Linked DNA regions of Neogale vison: region 1 is linked to region 2. The links are chromatin contacts, called in public Hi-C maps. All regions are on one chromosome and are shown on one strand. The core of a region is the stretch at or near the end of the contact, and the rest is flanking DNA. Distances in the headings are between cores, read along the strand shown. Region 1 holds the start of LOC122899453 (F-box only protein 6-like). Region 2 holds the start of MTOR (serine/threonine-protein kinase mTOR).

The links. A called contact is a pair of places that touch in the nucleus more often than the background predicts.
Region 1: a Hi-C map of muscle shows a contact between it and region 2, with 5 times the contacts expected there. The contact joins the promoter of LOC122899453 here to the promoter of MTOR in region 2. A contact is called at or near these places in 2 of 3 Hi-C or Micro-C datasets (fibroblasts and muscle).

The regions. Positions count from the first base shown.
Region 1 is chr2:8,527,526-8,532,669 of ASM_NN_V1, forward strand. LOC122899453 (F-box only protein 6-like) reads left to right here and starts at 1,560. Exons shown (of 6, transcript XM_044237155.1): 1 at 1,560-1,782; 2 at 4,098-4,409. The coding sequence starts at 4,148. FBXO44 (F-box only protein 44) reads left to right here. Exons shown (of 5, transcript XM_044237152.1): 5 at 1-802.
Region 2 is chr2:8,209,188-8,214,955 of ASM_NN_V1, forward strand. MTOR (serine/threonine-protein kinase mTOR) reads right to left here and starts at 2,461. Exons shown (of 58, transcript XM_044237143.1): 1 at 2,384-2,461.

The DNA.
Region 1 (5,144 bases), core at 310-2,809, 320 kb after region 2:
ATGACGTCAGGGGAGGCCGGGTGTCAGGCCCTTTAAGAGATGGGGCCCCTGAGGTTGGGGAGGTGCAAGGTGTTCTCCCAGGCTCCTCCAAGAGTGGTCTACAAGCTCAGATGCCAACCTAGATGTGTGTCTCTACCTTCCCCTCCTGGGTCCTTCCTCCCTGTCTCCATTGGGGGCCCTCGGAGCAGGGACAATCTGGACATCTGGCCAGCCTGTGGCTGCTCTGGCTAGTGCAGATGCTGGGAGGTGACCATGTAGCTCAGCCAGATCTGGGAGTGGAAGGGGGGCTGTGCTGGCCTGTCCTCTGCTTCATCCTGCCACTCCCAAACTCTTTGCCTGCCTGCCCAGAGACGTGACTTTGACCCAGAGGCTCAGGTCTAGTCGGAGAGGGACAGGGCCAAGATGGAGTGGGGGCCAGGTCAAGTCTGGACAGGCCTCACTGTCAATGAAGCCCAGAAGTCAGATGGGCATCAGGTGGGGGTAGGATCTTCAAAAGACCCCTGGAATTCTGTGCCTGGTAACCCAGGGCAGGGGAGGAGTGCATCAGACCCTGAATCTGAGAGCTGGGGCACATAAGCCCTGGGATGAGGTGAGTGGTGGTTTTCAAGGACCACCTGTCCGCCTCTATGCCTAGACCAGCTTCCCCAGGGCTTGGAATGTCCTAACCTACCCTTGGAACTGCCTTTCCTTGCACCTCCCCACCCTGCCCAACCTTACTCCTGCCTCTCCCTCCTGCTGGAAGGACAGCAGTGCTCGGGTTCTGCCCCTGCTGCATGCAGCTAAATAAAAGGTATTTCCGGCCTTTGTCCTGTGGTTTCTGGTAGGAAAGGCAAATTTAATGGGAGGTCCTAACCTGGACCTGCAGAAGGTGAGCCTGTGTGGCTTCTGTTCAAGGTGCAGGGAATGACTGACACTTCAGGAGCCAGACTATGGCAGGACCCTCATACAGACTCCTTAATGAGCTGCCAACATCTCACCCCAGCAGCCCTCCAGTACTGCTAGCTTTCTCCAGAGGCCCCGCCACAAAGCTGGGGTGAGCGGGGAGCAGTGGATATCTGAGATACACCTCATGCTGGGTGTGCCGTCGCAGGCTCACTGCTCACTGGTATCTTACTTACTCTGCCAAGAGCTTTACTGACATTAAGTGAAGCCAAAGCATTTAGAACGGTGTATGGCACACAGTATGTGCTCAACGTACTGTTTAATTATCTCAATAGTCAGCTGGATTAGGGCCTCAGCCTTGGCAGGGACACCACTTACTAGCTATATGTAAGTTAGCAGAAGACACCTTTGGGGGACACGCAGCCCTGACGAGTTAAAAAGGTGGCCTGAGCCGGGCACCTCTGCGCAGTGCACAACCTGCACAACCGTTTTTGGTTGCCTTAAGTAGGTGCTTGATGATTACCTGTTGAAGGAGTTAAGGAATTAATGACAAAAATGCGGAGATTTTTCCTTTGAGTAAACTGAGGTTTCCCTGAGGCCGAACCCTAGTGAAGGTATAAGTCCTGCTCCAGCCCTCTAGAGTGTCAACAATCTCCTTCCGGGGAGAGTCCCGCCTCCCTCCCTACAGTGGAGCGAACTGGTGAAGCGGCCTCAGAGTGGCCTGCGCAGAGGTGGCGACTAGGTTCGATGAAAGCCCTCTCTTCCCGGAAAGCAAAGGGAAGCGGTGGGACCCTACTGCTGAGCCGCCGATTACCTGGAGGAGAACACAGGTTGAGGCTGCGAGGTTGGGGGAGGTCGTCGCGCGACCCCCGGCACTGCGTACCCCAAGATCGCCGCCAGGTAGCTGCTGTAGGAGCGGGCTGCGGGCTTGGGGAAGGCGGTGGGCGGGGAGAAGGCGGTGGGCGGGGAGAAGGCGGTGGGTGGGGAGAAGGCAGTGGGCGGGGAGAAGGCGGGGCGGGGCGAAGCGGTGGGCGCGGCCCCGGTGCCCGAGGGGGCGGTCCGAGCGCGCGCGTGACACGGGGCGGGGCGGGGCGACAGTGGACAGCGCCGCGGAGGCCGGAGGCTCCAGACCGACGCGGAGGTCCGGTCCCGCCGGGCGTCCCGCCCCGCGTCCAGGTCGCGGCCCAGCTTGGGGAACGGGCGCAGGGGGAGACAGGCGGGGGAAGGGCTGGGTGTCCTACACCCGAAGGCGGGGGTGGCGGACGGGGGGCGGGGCGTTAACTGAGCCGGTGGCGCTGTCCACCTCGGGCCTCCGGGGCCGCGGGGTAGGGGCCCGGGTGGCGCGCGGTACGCGCGAGACCAGATCCCGCGCAGCCGGGCCCTGGCTCAGACTTCGGGAAGTGCTGCCTGGGAGCGACACCCTGACCACAGCTCGCTGGTGGCGCCCCAGCCCAGGGCCGATCTGGGACCTTCCGGCACACGCACGCCCGCCGGTCCTGGGACGGGCCAGACTTTCCCAAGCCTCAGCTTCTGCTTTTGAGAAACGGGCTTAGTAACCGTGCTTACAGGGGTCGTTGAGAAGGTCACAACTCGGGCCGGGCACGTGGGAAGCACAGGGACACCCCCCGGGGGGTGGGGGAACCTCACCCCATGCCCCATTCGTGCGCAGTCAGGCCTCGCCCTAGACCCACGAACGCCAGAAACTAGGGGAGGGGGTGCGACGAATAACGTGCGACCAGGGCCAGAGACCAGACTCTGGACGCCTGGGTGAGGAGTTCTTCGTACCTAAGTCGCCTCTGACTCCCACCCAGCGACTTTTATTTGCCCTAGACGGTGCTTTTAGAAGTTGCCAACATTTAAAAACCGACAGGTTTCATATGTTCGAAACTGCTTATGTAGAGTTCCTTCTGAAAAAGCAGAAGACCTAGCCACATAGAGTTTTTCCCGTCATAGCATTTTTTGCACAAGGTACAAGTACCTTATTTATTGTTCTCTGCCGTGCTGACATGTTCCTGTCTGGGCGGGAGCCACAGGAGACGCTGTGCGTCTGCTCTTGTTTTTGCTGGGATGGTAGCTTTGAGAAGTCTGTGGATTCTTTGGCCAAGTCTCTATGAAAAATGAGAAGCCTCCTCAGAGACTTCACCTGTGGGAGGAGAATAATCCCTCCCTCTCCCACCTGTGAGCGGATAAGGTCCATCTGAGTGACAGGGGCTGGCCTTCCCTGCCCGACCCCACCCCCACCCTGGGGTGTGGGGGGGGGTCCCCTTAGAGATCTGAACAGCCAGGCAAGATTCAGGCCGGGGTAGTGGCACTGTAAAATTTTCCAAAGCCCTTGTGCCATTCAGGTGTAGAGGGAGGAAGGTGTTCTTGGGAGCCGCTGACTATTACTGACGAGCGTTTTTGCTCTAACGATAGGGAAGTAATGATGTCCGCCTGGTGCTAAAGGCTTGCCTTGTACTAACTCAGACCTTCCGGCCCTGCTGAGGCTGGGACAGTCATTCGCTCCTCTTAGGACTCTCCAGCTAGCCACTGCAGGCCAGGATTGAACCCCCGGGCAGTCTTGCTCAGGGTCCCTCAATCAGCTTTGCAGTCTGAGCATGTCAAAATGGGCTCTGGCCTGATGCCCCAACCAGGATGGAGAGGCAGGTCCTCCTCGCTGCGGTGTCTTATCACATCTGGCTTCCAGGTCAACGTGAGCAATTTGGGGAGGAGAAGTTGGTTTTAGCAACTAGCCCCACCCCTTAATGAAGCTGTGACACAGAACGTGAAATCTTTCTTACACCCACAGACGAACAGTGACTTCCCAGCACTGAAATCACCTGACCACAAACTTCTGCAGAGCTTGCAGACAGTGGCATGGCCTTGGCAAGGTCTGCCAGTTCACTGGGCCCAGCAACTTAAAATAAAGCAATTATTTTTTTAACAGGGCGGGGGGGGGATAGGGGAGGAATGGGTGCAGAGGGTGGGGGTCAGGAGAGGGCCTCTTTAAATATCAGCCCCTGAAGTCTTTGTTAATATTTTTATTACACTCTTTCAAATGTGTGTAACGTGTGTGAGTGCTCCGTATTCTGACGGCCCACTGCGTACCCAGGAGAAGGCCTGACCCCTTTTGTTTCACAAAAGAAAAAGGATGAAGAGCCCCTGGCCCAGGTCCCTGGAAATCTGAGGGGTCCACCTCCTTGGTCAGGGCTCATAAACACTGTTGCCCCCTACAGGCCTGTGGGCAACCCCTGCCTCCCCCGCCTCCCCGCCTTTCCCACCAGCCATGGCCCTGGTCAGCATCAACGAGCTGCCCGAGAACATTCTGCTGGAGGTGTTCACGCACGCGCCCGCCCGCCAGCTGCTGCGCTGTCGCCTGGTCTGCAGCCTCTGGAGAGACCTCATTGACCTGATGACACTCTGGAAGCGAAAGTGCCTGCGGGAGGGCTTCATCAACGAGGACTGGGACCAGCCCGTGGCCGACTGGAAGGTCTTCTACTTCCTGTGCAGCCTCCGCCGGAATCTCCTGCGGAACCCGTGTGCGGAAGGTGGGCTCGGGGCTGCCTCCCCACCTTTCCTGAAACTCAGGGCCTTTGCACCTGCGATTCCCACACTATCTGGAATGTTGTCTCACACCTATACCCCTCTCTGGCACCTATACCACTCACCCTTGGTTCCTCCACGTTCTTCATTCTTCAGGTCTCTGTTCAGACACCTGGCCTGGTCCCCCTGCTCCCCCCCGCTTTATCCCGTCTCTCCCGTTTCGTTCCTCCGTAGCACCTTCATAACCTGTAATTATGTTTTATCTCATAGCTTTTGGTGGTGTTTTTTTTTTCTCTGCTACAAACTTCAAGGTCCAGGGGCCTAATGGGTCTTGGTCACCACTCTACCGACACGAGTGTCCACAGTAATGCCTTCACATAGTGCTTGAAAAACGTTTGTTGAATGAACAAACTGCACGTTCAGCTTTCCCTCTCTTGCTCTATCTAAGCTGCCTGACTCATACAGAGCTCCGTGCTGGGCCCTAGACTTCACTGGGCTCGGGGCTTCACAAATGTCCTTATCCTCCCGTTGTCCCCATTACCCAGAGGAAGGAAAGGATTTTCAGAGGTGACTGTAATCACATCACTTGAGGCCCCTGTTTAACTTACTAGGTTCTCTTGTACTTGCCAGGGTCTTTTTCCTTCATTGAGCACCTACTGCATACCACGCACCAGGCTTCTTGTGGGGGCTAGGGCCACAGTTAATGGTTTGTACATAGTTTGTACCCTTAGAATCCCCAT
Region 2 (5,768 bases), core at 1,211-3,710:
AAATTACAGGGCGCCTGGGAGGCCCAGTCGGGGAAGCATGTGCCTTTGGCTCAGGTCATGATCCCAGGGTCCTGGGATCGAGCCCCCGCATCAGGCTCCTTGCTCAGGGGGAAGTCTGCTTCTCCCTCTCCCTCTGCCTGCCCCCATGCCTCCTCTTGTGCTCTCTCTCTAATAAATAAACAAAACCTAAAAAAATCATATCAAAATTATATTCTTGAGGAAAATACTTAAAATATCCCAGTTTCCTCACCTGCAGCAGGGTAACATTACCAAACTCATAGTGTTGATGTGACGGTTAAACGAGTTAATAAATGTTAACAAGTGCTTCGAACAGTGCCAGGCACACAGTGAGTGCTTAGTAATTGTTAGCTATTATTATCACTATGACTACTACTGACACGGCCCAGTGCCAGGCACTAGAGATGGGGAAGTAAAGAGAGAATAAAACAAGCCTAAGACTGTTCCTTTCCTCAAGGCGTTCAATTTACTCTTTTTTTTTTTTTTAAGATTTTATTTATTTATTTGACAGACAGAGATCACAAGTAGGCGGAGAGGCAGGCAGAGAGAGAGAGGAGGAAACAGGCTCCCTGCTGAGCAAAGAGCCTGATGCAGGGCTCAATCCCAGGACCCTGGGATCATGACCTGAGCCAAAGGCAGAGGCTTTAACCCATTGAGCCACCCAGGCGCCCCCTCAAGGTGTTCAATTCAAAGAGGGACATTGATTATCCTGTAGCAGCACCGGCCAGTAGAAATACAATACAAGCCACAAGTGTCATTGACATTCCCTGGTAGCCGTATCAAAAAAGGTAAAAAGAAACAGGAGACATTAATACATTTTTTTTAAAAACCCAATACATCCAAAGTATCATTTCAGCATGTCATCAACATAAGAAGTATTGATACAGTTTCCATTTTCTTTTTGTCCTAAGTCTCCAAAATCTACTGCCCACGTGGCAATCTCCATGTGGACTCGTCACGTTTCATTCCAATTTTTAGTATATGTGCTGCCGAAGCGAGCACAACTCGTCACGTTTCAAGCGCTCTAAGCCACTGCGGCTGGTGGTGATTGTGCTGGACAGGGCAGTTCCATAAAATAGGAGTACTTGGAACTGTAGTACTTGAGCTAAGAGACTGACTAGTTCCTGAGATCACACATTCATTCCTCAATTAGGGACTATCCCTTCCGTCAGTGAGCTACAATCTAGGGGGAAAGTGGCCAAAATAGGGCTCAGCTCAGACTGTCATGGGAGTAACATATATACCTAACCTAGAAATGTCCGGATTCTATTAGAAAATCAAATTGTCGGGGTGCCTGGGTGGCTCAGTGGGTTAAGCCTCTGCCTTCAGCTCAGGTCATGATCTCAGGGTCCTGGGATCGAGCCCAAGCATCATGCTCTCTGCTCAGCAGGGAGCCTGCTTCCCCCTCTCTCTCTCTGCCTACCTGTGATCTCTCTCTTTCTCTGTCAAATAAATAAATAAATAAATAAATCTTAAAAAAAAAAAAAAAAGAAAATCAAATTGTCAAAATTCTTATTTTTGAGAGTATTTGTGAGATGCAGAGGGGGGAAAAAGAAGACACCAGGTTGTAACTGGTTTTGTAAAGCTATTAAATGCTCCAATGCCAAGAAGAAGACTGCAGAAGGAAATGTCATCCTTCAGGGGAGAGGAAGCTCAAGGATCCCTTATGAGAAAACTGACTATGGGGTGATGACGGGGAGGGAGGCTGGCGGGGAATTCTCTTTCTCAGGAAAGAACTAGAGCATCTTCTTCACAGGGTCTGAGACCCACAGGCCCACCTGCTCCAGGTACAAATCAATGAAGGTACTGGAAGTCAAATATCCCAAGAGTCTTAGTGAGGGCTTGGTGAGGGCTTGTGAAGTTAAAGTTGGGGTGGCTGAAACTGGGGATGGGGGCGGGGAGGGCAGAGAGGATGAAACCCAAGGATGGAACCCAGCTCAGCTCCGGGGACTGGGTCCTTGAGAGGTCCGCAGGGGGCAGACCGAGGGGCACACACCGACACTGCCCCTCTCTGAGGTCAGTCTGCAGGTGGCGAGGAAGAAGGGGCGGGCGACTGCGGGGCATGGAGACCCAAAGGCGCCCCGGCAGTACCGGGGCTGATGGGCCGGCCTTCGCGGCGCCAGGGACGCACGGCTGTCTGAAAGGCCCGGGGGTCTCCTGGGGATCCGGGAGGAGGTGGGTGCTGCCTCGCCGGGCGGGGGTCAAGGGCTCTGACAGCGCCCAAGCCCGTGGGGCCGGTACGGAGAGGACCCCACGTCCCAGACGGGCGACTTCCCGCTCCCCTCACCCCCACCACGGACCAGGCTGACCCTGGGTCTGGACACTCCTCCGCCTTGGAGGGGTCGTTGCCAGGCCCCAGACTCACCGCGCGGCCTCGGCTAAGGCCTCAGCTGCCGCCACCAGCGAGGGTATCGCCGCTTCAGGCCCCCGGCCCCACCACCCGCCTTCCCTGCTGTCCTCTAAACCGGGCGGGAGGGAGGGCGAGTCCCCAGATCAGAGGACCAATCGGCAGGCTTAAGAAGAAGATGGACTGGAATGCAGACCAATAGAAATGAAGGAGAAGTGAGGTTTAGGGACCCGGCTTCTTTAGGGGGCGGGGACTGTTCAAATAGACAAACCACGCGGCCAGTGGCCAGCGAAAGGAGGCTTACGTCAATACGGGAGAACCAATGGGTCTTGAGTTGATTTCAATCACTTCCACGCGCACATCCGGTGCATCGCTACTATTAGTCCCCTCTGCATCTACGTTGTGGCGGCGTGTAGCCCGCGGCGTGGGTGCCGTGGACTGGGACTCAGAGGCTGTGCGTCCTGCCCGCTTTAACCCGAGCGTGAGCGATTACCGGAGCACAGACCTAGAACTTTCCGACTGGTGCTACTCTTGCCCCCGCGATTTCTCTTTTTTGTTAAATGCAGTATGCATCTTAAACCGTTTTTAGTTAGAATTTCCCGGTTTTCCAAAATTACCTAGTTCACAAGATCTTTCGCGGGAGACCATAACCAAGTTTTAGCTAAATGACCTTCTCCCAAATAAATAATTTCCAAATAGCATCACTTAAAATCATCCTTCCAGGGACACCTGGCTGAGTCAGTTGGTGGAGCATGGGACTCCTGATTTCTGGTGCTCAGTTCAATCCTTGGGCTAGAGCTAGTAAAGCTTACTTAAAAAATAAAATAAAATAAAAACATTCTTTCAAACAATAGCAAAAATGGAATTTGACATCTCTCTCTCTCTCTCTTTTGCCACGGTTATTAAAATAACAAATTCCTCAATGGCTTCCAAAAGGGGTCTGATTAAATAAAATATAATGCATTCATCTTAAGGAAAACCTATGGAGCCATTAATCATGGTAATGTAGATTAATATTTGCTGAGAAGGAAAAGGGTTCACGATTTGTTAAAAAAAAATACAAGTTATACAACAATATTAGTATAATACACCCCTTTATAAAACATTTATATATTCCTTAGGTGTCTATATTCGCAGAAGGGAATATACAGCTAAGACGTAATACTATACGGAGAAGGCATACTTTTCCCTTTATATGTTACCATCAGCTACTTGTGTAATACAAAGAAGTATCTGTTGAAGATATGTAAGTTTCCAGAAGTTCTAAAGTGCCAAATTAAAAAGGTTTGGCAATACTCTGTGGCTAACAAAATGTTTTGGCAGGGGTGCCTGGGTGGCTCAGTCGTTAAGAGTTTGCCTTCGGCTCAGGTCATGATCCCTGGATCCTGGGATCAAGCCCCACATTGGGCTCCCTGCTCAGCAGGAAGTCTGTTTCTCCCTCTCCCACTCCCCTGCCTGTGTTCCCTCTCTCACTATGTCTCTCTCTGTCAAATAAATAAAATCTTTTAAAAAAAATGCTTTGGCAGATTCTTTTTAAAATTTAATTTAAGGTTACTACTTTAGGTTTAGAATCTTTTCATTGTACTACTTATTCTCTGAAATAATTGTCCCTCTGAATTTCATATTTTCCACTTGTGTTCAACATCTCTATATTTAATCATCAAACATTTGAAAATACATAATGTGTTCCCTGTTCAAATCCAAAATAAATAATATTTATCATGAAAGGTCTCACTCCACTCCTGGCCTCTCACTATTTTCTTAGTTCTTATGTATCCCTAGAGTTTCTCTATGTAAATATAAGCAAGTATAAATGCATATACTTATGTTCCCCTTGCATTACCACCTACACTGTTTTGGACTTTAAAAAATTTTAGTAGATCTTGGGGCGCCTGGGTAGCTCAGTTCGTTGAGCATCCTACTCTTGATTTGTGCTCAGGTCACGGTCTTGGGGGTCTTGGCATCATGGGATCAAGTTTCAAGCAGGGCTCAGTGCTCAACATGGAGTCTGCCGGTCCCTCTCCCTCTACTCCCCCCACCCCACATTCTCTCTCTCTAAAATGAATAAATAAATAACATCTTTTAAAAATTTTTGGTAGATCTTGGAGATCTTTCTTAATATATAGAAAGCTAGCTTATTCTTTTGTTGTTGTTATAGCTGCATAGAATCCCATCACATGGATGTACCATAATTTATTTTTCCAGTCCTCTGTTGATGGACACTTTTGTTTCCAAATTCTTGCTGTCATTAATGATGTAGCAGTGAATGTCTTTGTACATATGTAATTTTTTCCCCTGGCAGCTACACCAAATAAACATTCAGAAATGGAAATACAGGGTCAGGATAAATGCATATGTAGTTGATGGACAACATCAACTTGATCTCTATAAAGGAGGTACTAATTTTCATTTCCACAGGCAATATATAATATTTTTATCGCCCTGAGATATAAGACCCTGTTTTCTTTTTTTTTTTTTTAAAAGATTTTATTTATTTATTTGACAGAGAGAAATCACAAGTAGACAGAGAGGCAGGCAGAGAGAGAGAGCGGGAAGCAGGCTCCCTGCTGAGCAGAGAGCCCGATGCGGGACTCGATCCCAGGACTCTGAGATCATGACCTGAGCCGAAGGCAGCGGCTTAACCCACTGAGCCACCCAGGCTCCCCTCTTTTTTTTTTTAATTTTATTTATTTATTTGACAGAGGGGGGTTGCACAAGCAAGGGGAGCAGGAGGCAGAGAGAGAGGGAGAAGCAGACTCCCTGTGGAGCAGGGAGCCCAATGCTGGGCTCAATTCCAAGATCCTGGGATCATGACCTGAGCTGACAGCAGACACTTATCTGACTGAGCCACCCTGTTGCCCCAGGCCCCGTTTTCTAATTAATGATCAAAGATGTTTTTGTAGCAATAGTAATCAATGCATTTATAGGTCTCTTTTCAGTTTACAAAGAACTTTCTTATGTTAAATAATAGAGAATATTTATTGAGCACTTATAATATCAGGAATTTTGGTGGATATTATCAAGTAGCAGTTAAAAGCAAATTGGAGTGTAACTGAATCTGAAACTTTGCTCCAACACTTACTAGCTTACAACCAGGACTTAATCTCTTTGTACCTATTTCTTTATCATAAAACTGAAGGGATTATAATGTGCTTACCTCTATAGGCAGTGTTGTGGGGTTAAATGCTAATACACATTAAGGACCTAAAACACTCTGTGACACATGCAAACAGTCAATAAATGCTATCACGTATGCCTGAACACTTCTGTGAGACAGGTTGTCCTGTTTCCACTTCATACTTGAGTAAACAGACATAGAGAGGGATTGGATCATAGAATTGATGAGTCATGGAGCCAGGATTTTGAAACATTTGCTTCTTCCTCTTGTCCAGTTTGGCAGCAT